Linked DNA regions of Mus musculus: region 2 is linked to region 1. A link is a contact called in public Hi-C data. All regions are on one chromosome and are shown on one strand. The core of a region is the stretch at or near the end of the contact, and the rest is flanking DNA. Distances in the headings are between cores, read along the strand shown.

The links. Hi-C and Micro-C count contacts between places; a contact is called where the count stands out from the background.
Region 2: a Hi-C map of embryonic stem cells shows a contact between it and region 1, with 12 times the contacts expected there. The contact joins the promoter of Nkx2-1 here to the promoter of Foxg1 in region 1. A contact is called at or near these places in 5 of 39 promoter capture datasets (cranial neural crest, embryonic stem cells, frontonasal cranial neural crest and 2 more) and 16 of 484 Hi-C or Micro-C datasets (cerebellar granule neurons, cerebellum, cranial neural crest and 7 more).

What each region holds. Positions count from the first base shown.
Region 1 is chr12:49,380,380-49,387,511 of GRCm38.p6, reverse strand. Foxg1 (forkhead box G1) reads right to left here and starts at 4,505. Exons shown (of 2, transcript NM_008241.2): 1 at 4,126-4,505; 2 at 645-3,211. The coding sequence starts at 3,026. The coding sequence ends at 1,581. It overlaps Gm34304 (predicted gene, 34304), which reads left to right and starts at 5,684. Exons shown (of 2, transcript NR_168648.1): 1 at 5,684-5,695.
Region 2 is chr12:56,533,061-56,540,192 of GRCm38.p6, reverse strand. Nkx2-1 (NK2 homeobox 1) reads left to right here and starts at 3,285. Exons shown (of 3, transcript NM_009385.3): 1 at 3,285-3,884; 2 at 5,120-5,505; 3 at 6,413-7,132. The coding sequence starts at 5,133. It overlaps Gm26973 (a long non-coding RNA gene), which reads right to left and starts at 3,003. Exons shown (of 6, transcript XR_872771.2): 1 at 2,687-3,003.

The sequences.
Region 1 (7,132 bases), core at 3,256-5,755:
AGGTGATCACTTCAGTAACTCTATAATCCAACTCAGCAAATCTTTATTAGAATTCTTTCACTGTGGGTAAAAAGCCAGAAAAATAAATGCTGACTTAGAAAGTATAAATACAAATAGTTAAAAAAAATGTTTGCAGCATTCATAGCACAAATTGTACCTGAACTGAAGGGATATATATATATATATAATATACATATATAATATATATTATATATCATACTATATTGCTCATTATTCACTTATATCTAACTATATACATATATTTATTTATAGTTTGTCAAATTCTATAAACAAATACCTGAAACAATATATATAAAGGACATTCTATCAACTGATCTTTAAAATAAGTACAGAATAAACAGCTATGCATATAAAATTGAATACCTTTCTTTGCTGCATATCTACAAAAACAAAGATATCATCTGAAAATCCTAGGTTTCATTTAGAGCTAGTATTTATTAAGTAGCCTGTTCTTGGTAAAAATTGTTCACAAAGGGGGAAAAACTGCTATTCTCAGTTTTAGAGTCTCAGTTCAAATTAAAGGAGCAGTTTAAACTCCAGGTTGGCTAAAAAAGCCTTTGAATTTCCTATAAGTTGAATGGTATTTTGCAAATTAGCTCTACTTAATAAAAGAGACAAAAATATCAAGATATATATGAATTTAGCCTATTTTTTATTTCTGTGTGTTCATAGTAAACATTTTTGTAAGTGACAAACACGGGCATATGACCACAGTATCACAATCAAGAAATTTTAAGACAACATTAACAATCACTCAAATTGATGCGGCATTTGCGCAACACAGGTTACATATTTGCAAGGTTTACCTATAAGTACAATAGGTATTAACATTTCACTACATTTAGAAAAAATAAAAGTGACCTGTTAGTGACCACATACATCGAAATATACACAACACAAACTGAAGGCAATCCTTAATTTTGTCTCCTTCGGATTCAATTGAATGGGCAGTGTTGCCAACTAAACAACCTTCCTTTTTCGTTTGTTTGTTTACTTGTTTTAATACTTAGTATACCAAGTGCATTTGCTAGAATCCAATCTTTGGTCTAAAAGTAAACAAAAGGAAAGAAACAGTTCTTTAAAGAAAAAGGACAAAACAATAAATGGCCAATATAATTCCTTGGGCACCTTTACTACAAATTCTTAAATACAAATTACAATTTAACATTTTAAAACTCTCTTCATAATTTAGGTTGTTCTCAAGGCCTGCGTCCACCAGATAGCTCCATGATAACTTATAATACTGCACACATGGAAATCTGGCAGCCTGTTGAGATAGACTTGTCAGGTTTGAATGAAATGGCAAAGCAGTCACTATTTAGATACACATTCTACTATAATTTGACGTCCAAACCTTATATTCTACAATGTATTCTCCCACATTGCACCTCGCTGACACTCCACACCGTGTTAGAATAGTAAACAACCCTAAAGACTGAACAAACGTACAGAAATGGGGAGGGGGGGCTTAATAAAAAATACCTGGACTTATTTTTTTAATTATCATTTACAATGCAAATGTGTGTAAAACGTTCACTTACAGTCTGGTCCCCCGGATGTTAATGTATTAAAGGGTTGGAAGAAGACCCCTGATTTTGATGTGTGAAATAATCAGACAGTCCCCCGGACAGTCCTGTCGTAAAACTTGGCAAAGAGGGTCTTAAAGACTCACAGGGCAGGGTCGAGGGGGCCTGCGGCGACGTAGAGGAGGACGCGGCCCGGGCGCTCATGGACGTGCTGGTCTGCGAAGTCATTGACGGGTGCGGGACGTGGGGGAAAAAGTAACTGGTCTGGCCCGCGAGCAGGTTGACGGAGCAGGGGTTGAGGGAGTAGGTCCCGGAGCAGGGCACCGACAGGCCGCAGGGCACCGAGGCGGCGAGCGCAGCGGCCGTGAGGTGGTGCGTGGCGTACGGGATCTCCCCGTTGACCAGCCGGTCCACACTCAGCCCGTTGGCGGTGGAGAAGGAGTGGTTGTTGCCCAGCGAGTTTTGAGTCAACACGGAGCTGTAGGGCATGGGGTGGCTGGGGTAGGCCGACGTGGTCCCGTTGTAACTCAAAGTGCTGCTGGCGCGGGGGTGGTGCAGGGACAGGAAGGGCGACATGGGCCAGTAGAGGGAGCCGGCGCGGTCCATGAAGGTGAGGCCGGTGGAGGTGAGGCGCGCCCCGCGCTTAAAGGCCAGCTTGGCCCGAGACGTGGTGGAGCGGCGCCGCAGCTTGCCGGTCGTGCCGCCGATGAACACGTCGTCGCTCGACGGGTCGAGCATCCAGTAGTTGCCCTTGCCCGGGTCGTCGTAGTGGCGCGGTACCTTCACGAAGCACTTGTTGAGGGACAGGTTGTGGCGGATGGAGTTCTGCCAGCCCTGCTTGTTCTCGCGGTAGTAGGGGAAGTTCTTCATGATGAACTCATAGATGCCATTGAGCGTCAGGCGCTTCTCGGGACTCTGCCTGATGGCCATCATGATGAGCGCGTTGTAGCTGAACGGCGGCTTCTCGTACTTGCCGTTCTTCTTGTCGCCCTCCTTGCCCCCCTCCCCGTCCTTGCCGCCCTCGCCCGCCCCTTTCTTCTCCTCCCCCCCGGCGCCCGCGCCCTTCTCCTTCTCGTCCGGCCCGACGGGCGCCAGCTCCGCCGGCCCGCCGCCCGGCTCGCCTTTGGCTCCAAGTGCGTCAGCCTTGGCCCCGTCCAGGGCGGTGGAGGGCGGGAGCAGGAGCGGCTGGGGACCCTTGTCGTCGTCGGCTGCTGGGGCGCCGCGCGCCTGCGGGGGCTGCGGGGCCGGGGGCGGCTGCTGCTGCTGCTGCTGGGGCGGCGGTGGAGGCGGCTGGGGCGCGGGCGGCGGCGGGTGGTGGTGGTGGTGATGATGATGGTGATGCTGGGGGTGGTGGCTGTTGTGGTGGCCGTGGCTCGCGTGGTGGTTGTCGTTCTGGACGGCCTCGGGGACCAGGCTGTTGATGCTGAACGAGGACTTGGGAATCATTTTCACCTCTTTCCTATCTCCCATGTCCAGCATCACCCAGGCGTCGGGGGGCGGCGGCGGCGGCGGCGGCGGCACGGGAGCCGGGCAGCAGCGCGGCGGGCGACCAGCGGGTTCGGAGTGGGGCGCGGGGGGAGCGGGCAGCGGAGGCGGCACTGAGCGCTCCGGCAGCAGCGCAGTTGGACCGCAGGCTCCGGCGCTGGCAAGGCATGTAGCAAAAGCTGCAACCACCCCTCAAGAATTAGAGAGAGAAAGAGAGAGGGAGAGAGAGAGAGAGAGGGAGAGGAGATAGAGAGAGAGAGAGAGAGAGAGAGAGAGAGAGAGAGAGAGAGAGAGAGAGAGAGAGAGGGAGGCTAGAGGCAGAAGCAACCCGTCGCCCGGGGTGCAGCGCCCCGCTCCGTTCCGCGCCCGGCCTCCCCCTCCCCCGCTGCCTCCTCCTCCTCGCGCCGCAGCAGTCACAGCAGCAGCAGCGGCAGCCCGAAGGGGGGGAGAGCCGGGCGGCGGGCGGGCGCGTCCCGGAGCGGCCGCAGCGAGGCTAGGAGACAGCGATCGAGGCAGCTATAGCCACAATTAATTTTCCGAGCTACAGGCGCACACTAGGGCTGTAAAAAAATTTTTGGTTTAACCTTTCCTACTGCCGAACCAATCAGTGCCGCCGGCGTGCAGGAGCGTCTGGCTAGCCGTCGACCAATCGGGGGCCCAGGGCCCGCCCATCCCCGCCCCGCCCCGGCCCCGCCCCCCGCTCACCGCCCCCTCCGGGTGGCGGGGCCCAGGCCTGGAGCCGCGGGGACCGGCGGGAGATCGCCCACCCGGCCAGGATTAGCGTGGGGCGTGCGCCCCGGGCCGCGGCCGCTCGACTGTGGCCTCCTCCCTGTATGGGATTATTTTCCTTTGCGCGTCAATATTTATCCTTATTGATTAAAGTTTGTATCCAATTTTGTCTGGAAGAGCGGGGCGGGGGGCGCGGCGGAGGGGCGAGCTGCGAGGGTGCGGGAGAGGGCGTGAACCCTGGGGACGCGGCGGCCCCGGCAGCGCCCTGGGAGCGAGCGGGCCAGCAAGCTCCGGAGAGCCGGGCATCGGGGGAACGGGGCCTGGAAGGTGGGGCGGGGGCGGCCACGGCCAGGCCGGTACTTACAGCTTCCTGCGGCCCGCGGCGAGCTCGGCTGTGAAGCTGGGCTGAGGGCGGCGAGCGGGGGCGGCTGAGCGGTGGGTGCGTTCTGTGGAGGCCTTCCACGCACGCGGGCGGGCGGGCGGAGAGCTGCCCCGGGCGAGCACAGACCCAAACAGTCCCGAAATAAAGCAGGTAACACGTGTGTTCTCCCTCCGTCTCGCTTCACTCCCAGAGTCGCGCTCACGCGCGGGTGACCCGGTGGCAGTTGTCTCCTCGGGCACTCCACCTCCTCTTCAGCTTCTAGGCAGTACTGGAAGCCGGTAGCCGCGATCGATCATCCTGGAAATATTTTCATTTTGCTTGACATTGAAGAAAATATGAGTGGGCGTCTACTTCCGTTTTTTTTTTTTTTAAATCCTATGTTTGCTCCTTTTTCCCATTTCACAAATACTTTATCTCTTTAAAACCTCAATCTTGAAACACCAGTAGGGCGAAATCAGCTCTTACCCTTCTTGGATGCTGCTGGAATGCTCTGGGGAGCCCAAGGAAGGTGGATTTGACAGTCCTAGCTTCTGGGGTTTGGGGGATGGTTTGGTGGGGAGGTTGAAACGAGTGGGTAGCTTGTAATTCAAGGCCTTTAAAAAGATCGCGGCCAGGGCCAGGGCCAAGGCCCAGCATTTCCCAGGGATTGGAATTTAGTGCGGAGCACACAGATCACAAATCCTCACTGGCTCAAAGCGCGCCACGTTGTAAGCAGAGGCCGTAGCCAGAGAGGAGAGGGAGGTGGAGACACATAGGTCACGAGTATCTTTCCCCTCCTCTTTAAGGTAAAATACTCTACCCATGCCAGCATTCATTTTGATGAGCTCTTAGCTAAATGATCTCTCAGTCTTGATATAAAAAAAAAAAAGGAAGGAGAAAAAACAGGGCCTATGTGTGGTACTAAAATCTACCAGAAACATGCAATACTCAAAATAATAGGGAGTTATTCTGATGTTCTCACCCCCCAAATTTGAAATGGGGCGCAGAAAGAGGGGAGGGAAAGAGAGGGAAACGCTAGCGAAAATTATCCACAATTACAAATAGCTAGCAAATTTTATATCTATTGGAGTGTTGTAAGAGATCTTTGATTATTTGTCCCCAAATATCCTTCCACTGCTTGGATCTCTTCCTACATATCCGCTGACTTTAAAACAAGCTATGCATGACGGAAAAGGCCAGGGTTCTAGCAATCAGCTTTGCAAAACACATTGGTGCCAAAGGTTGATTTCTAGGCTTGGGGTTTCTCACGGAGCCTGGCGACGTGATGAGCTTTGCCAACCTAGCTAGAGAGATCTGTGAGCCTGGGTTGTCTTGTTCATTTCCCTTCCCACTCTTTTCTCCTCCTCAGGCCCATTTTCCCTGGTGGTTCCTCAATGCGCTTGCCTTCCTTCCTCCTCCCCTCTCCCTTCTTCCCCTTTCACTAACCCACCCCTTCTCCCTCCCTCCTTTCCTCTCCCCTTCACTCCTCCACCTACTCCTCCCCATCCCCCAGCCCCCCTTCTCACCACCGCTTATAATGGCTCCCGGGGCTCCCTCAGAGGTGGACGGCCCGGTACGTTTTCGTAGTCGGTCTAGCGTGAAATGATTCGGTGTAACCGGATTCTTGGGAAAGGACAGGTTACGTAAACATTTACTGATGTGGAGTAACTATACTATTTGTACTCTGATATGCAGGAAGGAAAGTGTTGATTAACACAGAAGAAAAAAAAGCGAAATTAGCTGATTGCATGCTCATAAGTGCAAGCTGTCATTGAACTGCTTTTAAAATAGACACAGCTGGGTGTTTGTGTTGAAAAATTTCTTGTGTTTTTGCTAATACTGAAATAAGCATGATTTTGTATACCAAACATTTTCAGATCATTAAAATTTGTAATCTGTGCTGGTTTTAAACACAAAGAAAAGAAACAGAATCATTTCGATGTAAAATTTGCTGATATTATATTAACTCAATCAGGTCTGTACAAATTGTGCATTGTGTCTCCTAAAATCTGTTTGATCAATTTAATACACAAAGTGCCAAACGTGGGTATTGTTTGTTAACATTGGACATTTTATTCAAATCTGAGCTCAGCAGTGAACTGGAGGAGTTGTTCCTTGAATACAACACCAGCTCTGACTGATGAATTTTTAATGTTTTGAGGTGCTTCTTAGGTTAAAGCTAAGTGTGTATTGTTTTGTTACCCCGTGGAAGAAATTAGCAGGCAAAGTAAGGTTTTTTTTTTTTCTTCTGTTTACTTTCAAGGAGCAAAAACTGGGTTTTGTACAGTGAGAGCTGCAATACTCTGATTTTATATGTCAAGGCTTATGGCGGCTTGAAAATTGTTTTGCATGCAGATTAAGGGTGTGCTGTGTTATTTTAAGGTTACGTGAATGCGAGTCTCTCAAAGCAGGATGATTGATCGTAAAAACATAGCATATAGTTTGAAATAATATTAAAACTAGTTTCCTGATGCAAAGGTTATTTGCAATTCCCGAAAAAGCAAGTTTGAATCCCTTTAAATAATTTTACTTGTTCTTTATGGTGAGATGGGGCTATATATCAGAATGCACACACATATGTATATCAGGCTTGTTCAACAAAACATGCACTGTTTACTCAGAGGCTTATATTTGTGTAAGCAATGGTTTCTTTTTAGATCTGCTGCTAGCTGAAGCAGAGGGGGAAGGAGTTCCTGGACAAAGTATTGTGAAGTTGAAAGTCTCTGGATGAGGCTTTGTATATCCTACCAACCAATTTGGGTGCAAATTGGATTTGAAGTCCTGCCCACGTCCACCGAGGGCCTCTTCCCTCTGCACATAAAGCCCTGTTTTCAGCCTCCTAGTCGCTGTGATTACCTTCAGAAGACAGAGGGCAGGCAGCCAGTGGTCTCAGACCGGAAACAAATCCCCCCACCAGTATAATTTTCCCTCCTAATCAATTTAACCTCACACATATAAATTTGCAAATGTGTAGTCTTAGGAAAGTAATGAATAGAAGAGCACACCAGAG
Region 2 (7,132 bases), core at 2,036-4,535, 7.2 Mb before region 1:
GGCTTTCAAAGCTTGGGAAAGCATAGAGGGGTCTTGGAAAACTTTTCAGAAACTAGCCATGTTTGGAAGGCACTCCTTGGATCTCTGGGTTAGAGAATAGTAAACCCTCTCTCCCCACTTTCTGTTGCTCTTGTGCCAGGTTGCCTCCACCCCACTCTTTTAAAAAATTGTGTGTGTGTGTGTGTGTGTGAGAGAGAGAGAGAGAGAGAGAGAGAGAGAGAGAGAGAGAGAGAGAGAGAGAGAGACTGCTTGTCTAAATGCACTAAGTGTGTGCTTGGTTCCTGCAGAGACCTGAAAAAGGGCATTAGATTGTTTGGAAATGGGATACAGAAGGTTATGAGACATAAATCCTGTACTGGGAATAGAACCCAGGTTCTCTGAAAGTGTTCTTTACCACTGAGACATCTCCCCAGCCCCATCAAGTCCTCCCAAGTACAGCACAGCAAAGATGCTATACCTGCAGTAGCTATCGGAGGATTGGGTGTTGCTTCTTACAGAGCCTTAGAGGCTTGATCCCCAAGTTGAAGTCTGAAATACTGAATTAGAATAATTCATTGTGCTAATGTGCTTAAAGACGGTCAAACTCCTGCACAGCATCTCATCACCGATTATTTAAGTCACTGACACAGCAAAGTAGGAAGTTGTATGAGGCAGGCTTCTACCACATCCCCACATACAGTGTGTATGCACACATTCATGCACGTGTCCATGTGCATGTATGGTGTCCATGTGCATGTATGAAGGGATTTGCTCCAGGGGATGGTGGGAGCTCACATAATCAGAAAGTGGTAAAGCCAGGTCTCAGACACCAAGATTTCTGAGCTCTACTCCAGGGCATCTCCACCCCCCCCCCCAAGTCCCCCAGCACTAACCTAGCTAATCCAGGACACAAAACTTCACTGGGACACGCCCCCTTTCTCAATGCTTGTTACAAAGTAATTATACATCACTGCAGTGATCTAGTGCTAATATGGAAGCTTCAGGTGGAGACCGGCCATAGATAGGTCGTTAATGGCTAAATACTCTGACCTAGCCTACCAAATATCGGATACAGCATGGGTTCCAAGAGTAGTTGCTAAGTGAATCATGAATTGTAAGATAACATTTTGAACTTTGCAGCATTAGAAGAAGCACATCTAGTGCCCTTGGCAGATGTGAAGGGTTTCATGGGAGTTGGAAGTAAGCAAGCTGAGGTGTAGGTGGCAAGTGGTAGATCTGGTTTGGACATCCTCTCTCTAGCGTTCTACCAGTGAGCTTTCAAAGAGACACTGGAGGGGAAGAAGGAAGTGTCCCTCTGCTACACTGCTGCAAAGACTAATGGTTACTCTGCTCTTCTTCTGGTGAAGCCTGAGTCTCTGCAGCCCTTTGATTCCTAACTAGTGAGATTAAAGAGGACCCTTGGGGCTGAACCAGGGAATAACCTTATGAGGGCTGAGCTCTGTCCTGCTAGCCACAAGGCCAGTCTACTGACAGCGCAGGAGGCACCAGCCATGAGGGGTGGACTAGGTTTTTAAGAATTAATCCACAGCTACAAGAGGGGAAAAAAATATCTCTGGTTTAACCCGAGTGGGTCCTGTTCAAGATGAGTCAGAGAGGCAGCATGCTCTCTAGTCAGAAAGACTAACCTGGTGAGAATTCTCAAGATCTTTGCATGGATGAGTTCAGAGATAAATAGGTGGCTCCCCACCCACCCACCCAACACCCCCCCCAGGCCCCCAAAGGCTCTTGAGAATTCTGGCTTACTCTTGTGGATGTCAGTGCTCATGGGAAATAATCCAGAATGGTGGATGTTTATGAAGGGGCAGAAGTATGGGAAGTTCATTTGGTTCAAGTCACAGAGTGCAACAGAGCCCCTCACCCCCAGTTCTAGATGGGAGCTGTTGGCATTGGTGCCAGCAGGAGAAGTTTGAAGCTCAGTCCAGTTCCCCTCCCCTTCAGGGTAAAGCATGGGGGTTGCCAGGCATCACTCCCCTCGAACTCTGACTGAAGCTCAGCCCCTCACCTAGTGCTGTGCGGCTGGGGATGGGGGCCCCTAGTTACAGTAGGGCTAAGATGCAGCTTGTGTACATTCTCCCAAACTGGCCACCTGCTGGTGTTTTTGAAGGTCCGGGCTGCACGGCTCAGAGACTGTAGAAGATTGAACAAACCTTTCACTCCAGACTAACAGGCCCCCCGAAGAAGCAATGGATTTGATATTAACCACAGACACAGAAATATCGACCTTGTTAGTGAGCTTAATTTTCTTCCCTCAAAGCTTTGGGCGTGTTTTGATGTGCCTGATTTTGCTTAAATCTCACCAAAAAACCTTCTGAAGAATTACCTCCTTCTGTAAGTGGCACTAAAACCGGGAGAGACAAATGACACTCTACCCTTGGTGTTCCTATGACCACCAACAATTATAAAATAACGGGGTTAAATGGAGACGGAGGACCAGGGACTTCCTAAGACGATCCCGTTCCCAATGCTAGCAGATCTGGGTCGCGCCTTCAGACTAGGTCTGCATTATGCTTTGCCTGCCCTTTCTGCCGTTCACTTGATCTAGCGTGGCTTCCCCTCCCTGCACTCTCGACACTGTAGACCAAAGTGCTGTAGCTCATCTTGAGAGCGCCCCCCAGAGAAGTCCCTGGGAAAGGAGAGCGCAGAGCTCTGCTTTCCACTTGTCCTTAGCTACAGAGACACAACGCACCTGGCCGCTTAAAGTCGGGGTTCCCTGCTTCAAAGCCACCTCGGGGGCGGTTCGAAAATGCGGGCCCAGATGGGAGGCCCGCTGATGCCCAGAGCCTTCCTTCCCTTCACGATGGAGGTAGGTGGTGAGGAAAGCTAATGTTAGTTTAGTCGTCGGCTTTGTGTTGAGGGAGTAGAGAGCACTCTTCAAGGAGAGATCTTAAAAAGCAAATAAAACAACTTTCCATACTATAATTGCTATTAATGGAAAGGAGCCTACCCTGCTGAATTAAGTAGTTCAAAACTGCTTGTTCATTATCGGGAGCTCCCTCACTACAAGGAGGGGAAAGAAAATGTGAAAACAAAAACCAAAATCAAGAAGCCTCCTTGACTGGCCGCCGAAGTGTCTAGGAGGCACCTGCCGGGCCAGGAAGCACTCCGCCCTCCCAGCCTCTAGCGCTCCAAGAAAGCTCGAACAGCAGACAAGCAAAGCCAAAACAAAAACAAACAATAACGAAAACGCTTAAATTCCAAGGAGAAAAAAAAAAAAACGGAGGTGGTCTCCAAATCTGTGCCATGCAGGGCTTGGCTGGGTAACCCACTTAGCTGCTGATCCTGACCTGGTAACAGCAATGAGGCTGACGCCCCCGGGCCCGCTAGGGAGCACAGCCCACAGCTCCCCCTTGCCAGGCGCCCAAGGACCCTCAAGGCGCGGGGCTCACACTTGAAGCCTGGGAACGCTCAGACAGGAAACCCACTTCCTCCTAAGCAGTTTCTTCCTAGCCGGATGAGAGGCGCCCAATTGAAGCAGAATGATCCTCATCTACTAATATCCAGCGTGGCCACAAAGCGACCGGCCATTTACGCCGCCACTTTAGACAAAGATATTTGGTTATTCCCGGGGAAGCAAGTGCACTTTTGCATGGCTGAGCTCCGGGAGGAGGCGAGCCTCAGCCCAGCCTCCCGCCCGCTGGGCTGCGGGCGTCGAGATATTCGCCTCCTCCCGGACAACGAGTTCCACCCGGGTTCAGACTCAGTTCCACTCTGCAACGGATCTGCGGGCGCTCACGCGGCTCCCCGCCCGGGCTTTCACTGAAGCATCGGAAGGGAAAACTGCGGGGATCTGAGCTGGGGTGCTGGGACTGGGATGTCCTCGGAAAGACAGCATCAGCTTCTGAAGCCGAAGTATCCAGGCCATGGGCAAGGGTCAGGGGCACCAGGTTTGTTCGAGATGGGGCAACTTCCGTGGTGGACTCTCCTGTTAATCCCCCGCACCCTTAGCCTCGTAGCTCAGAGGGCCAGCGGTGTACTTGCCTGGGCCGGCAAAAGGGGTGGAGAAAGGGAGCGGCGGGGTGGGGTGGGCTGGGGGGGCTGGTCCGCTAGGGAGCCAGGAGCTTGGTGGGGGGTGGCGCGGGGATCGGTGACAGCCTCCCGGAGGCAGTCGTTCCCTTACTCAGCTCCCCCTCCGCCCGCTGGGATTCTCTCGGGTAAGGGGAAAGGGGGCGGGGAGCAGAGGTGTCCCTCTGACGGCGGCGGCAGAAGAAGCAGACAGACTGACAGACACATAGACCAACAGTGCAGCCCCAGGGTTCATCCCCAGACTCGCACACTCTTTTGGTGGTGACTGGGGCTCAGCGCAGCGAAGCCCGATGTGGTCCGGAGGCGGTGGGAAGGCGCGGGGCTGGGAGGCCGCAGCGGGAGGGAGGAGCAGCCCCGGCAGGCTCAGGTGAAATCCCGCTCCCTGCTCCTCAGCCCCCTTCTCCCCCAAAGGCCAGCCCCTGACCTCGGAACCCCGACCAAATTGGACCGCGGTTCCACTTTGTAACTCCCCAAGTTGGTTGCAAAGCAGTATTCACCTTCCGTTCTCCTTTCCATCCCTCCCCTTAGGTTATTCTCTACCCCACCTCTGGCCCTCCCGCTCTCGGTTCCCTCCTCCTTCCCCCCCCCCCGCCTTTTCCTCGCGCGCCACAGGCACCCCACAAAAATGGGGGTGGGGGTGTCCAAGGGAGGGGGAAAGTAATGCTTTGGTTCTCTCTCTCTCTCTCTCTCTCTCTCTCTCTCTCTCTCTCTCTCTCTCTCCCTCTCTCCTTCTTTCTCTCTTTGAGACCTAAAAATCTTGACAAGTGAAGCTTAAAGGTGTTTACCTTGTCATCAGCATGTAAGCTAATTATCTCGGGCAAGATGTAGGCTTCTATTGTCTTGTTGCTTTAGCGCTTATGCCCCGCCTCTGGTGGCTGCCTAAAACCTGGCGCCGGGCTAAAACAAACGCGAGGCAGCCCCCGAGCCTCCACTCAAGCCAATTAAGGCGGACTCGGTCCACTCCGTTACGTGTACATCCAACAAGATCGGCGTTAAGGTAACACCAGAATATTTGGCAAAGGGAGAAAAAAAAAGTAGCGAGGCTTCGCCTTCCCCCTCTCCCTTTTTTTTTTCCTCCTCTTCCTTCCTCCTCCAGCCGACGCCGAATCATGTCGATGAGTCCAAAGCACACGACTCCGTTCTCAGTGTCTGACATCTTGAGTCCCCTGGAGGAAAGCTACAAGAAAGTGGGCATGGAGGGCGGCGGCCTCGGGGCTCCGCTCGCAGCGTACAGACAGGGCCAGGCGGCCCCACCGGCCGCGGCCATGCAGCAGCACGCCGTGGGGCACCACGGCGCCGTCACCGCCGCCTACCACATGACGGCGGCGGGGGTGCCCCAGCTCTCGCACTCCGCCGTGGGGGGCTACTGCAACGGCAACCTGGGCAACATGAGCGAGCTGCCGCCTTACCAGGACACCATGCGGAACAGCGCTTCGGGCCCCGGATGGTACGGCGCCAACCCAGACCCGCGCTTCCCCGCCAGTAAGTGAGGCCGCCCCGCCGCGGGGCCGCGGGCTAAGCACCGGAGGCGCGGTCGGCGCGGCCGGCGAGGTGCGGCGCCCGCCGGTGGCGCTGGGCATCGGGGTGGGCAGCCGAACAGCCTTGTGTAGGAGTGGGGTGAGGGCACTGGACTTTCTTCCCCCCGCTGGGCAAGGGTTTCAAAGGAGGTACTTAGAAGAGCTGGGGTCCTGCGGACAGGTGCTAGCACCCGACCACCGCAGGCACCAAGGACAGACTTGATGCTCAAGACTTCAGGGAGCTAAGGAAGGCCCACCCGGGACTCGGCTAGGGAGGCTAGGAACTCGGGCCAGAGGAGTTAGGGACCAGGAGGGGCGAGTAGAGAGAGCCGCCCTGCTGGGATGCATCCCGGTCGGGCTGCCTCGATTTCTAAAAGTCTCCCTCTGGGTGGCTTGGGAGGGCGCACAGCTCTGGAGGAGGCTCTACGTGGGTCGGGCGGGTGGCTGTCCTCACCTAGAGCCCGCAAGAGAGAAAGCCAGAGAGGCCAAGCGCCTGGAAGCTGGGGCGTTTGTAAGTGAAAACTCCCTTTTGTTAAGCTCCTGAACTTGGTCTACCGTCCGACCCCAGCTCTCTGCACCCTTGGGTCTCCCACCTGGCTTGGGCATGAAAGGAGTCAAAGCAACCCTTTTCCCTCACTGCACATTCTGGGTCTAAAGGGACACTGATACCAATGAGGAGTAGCTAGACTTTAAACCCTTAAGTAGTTCGACGGCACGGCCCGCTAGCTGGGCCTCTTTTGGGAAAGAGCACTAGGCGGCGGCCTAGGTGAGGAGGATGCCGTCGAAAGTTGGGGCGGGCAGGCCAAGGGCACAGAAAGCGGGGTTGCCCCGGCCCCGGCCCCAGCCGACCGCTGTGCGTTTGTCGCTTACAGTCTCCCGCTTCATGGGCCCGGCGAGCGGCATGAATATGAGTGGCATGGGCGGCCTGGGCTCGCTGGGGGACGTGAGCAAGAACATGGCCCCGCTGCCCAGTGCGCCCCGCCGGAAGCGCCGGGTGCTCTTCTCCCAGGCGCAGGTGTACGAGCTCGAGCGACGTTTCAAGCAACAGAAGTACCTGTCGGCGCCGGAGCGCGAGCATCTGGCCAGCATGATTCACCTGACACCCACGCAGGTCAAGATCTGGTTCCAGAACCACCGCTACAAGATGAAGCGCCAGGCTAAGGACAAGGCGGCGCAGCAACAACTGCAGCAGGACAGCGGCGGCGGCGGAGGCGGCGGTGGCGGTGCGGGATGCCCGCAGCAGCAGCAAGCTCAGCAGCAGTCGCCGCGCCGGGTGGCCGTGCCGGTCCTAGTCAAAGACGGCAAACCCTGCCAGGCGGGCGCCCCTGCCCCGGGAGCCGCAAGCCTGCAAAGCCACGCGCAGCAACAAGCTCAGCAGCAGGCGCAGGCGGCGCAAGCGGCTGCCGCGGCCATCTCAGTGGGCAGCGGTGGCGCGGGTCTAGGAGCACACCCAGGCCACCAGCCGGGCAGCGCAGGGCAGTCCCCGGACCTGGCGCACCACGCAGCCAGCCCCGCGGGGCTGCAGGGCCAGGTCTCCAGCCTATCCCATCTGAACTCCTCGGGCTCGGACTATGGCGCCATGTCTTGTTCTA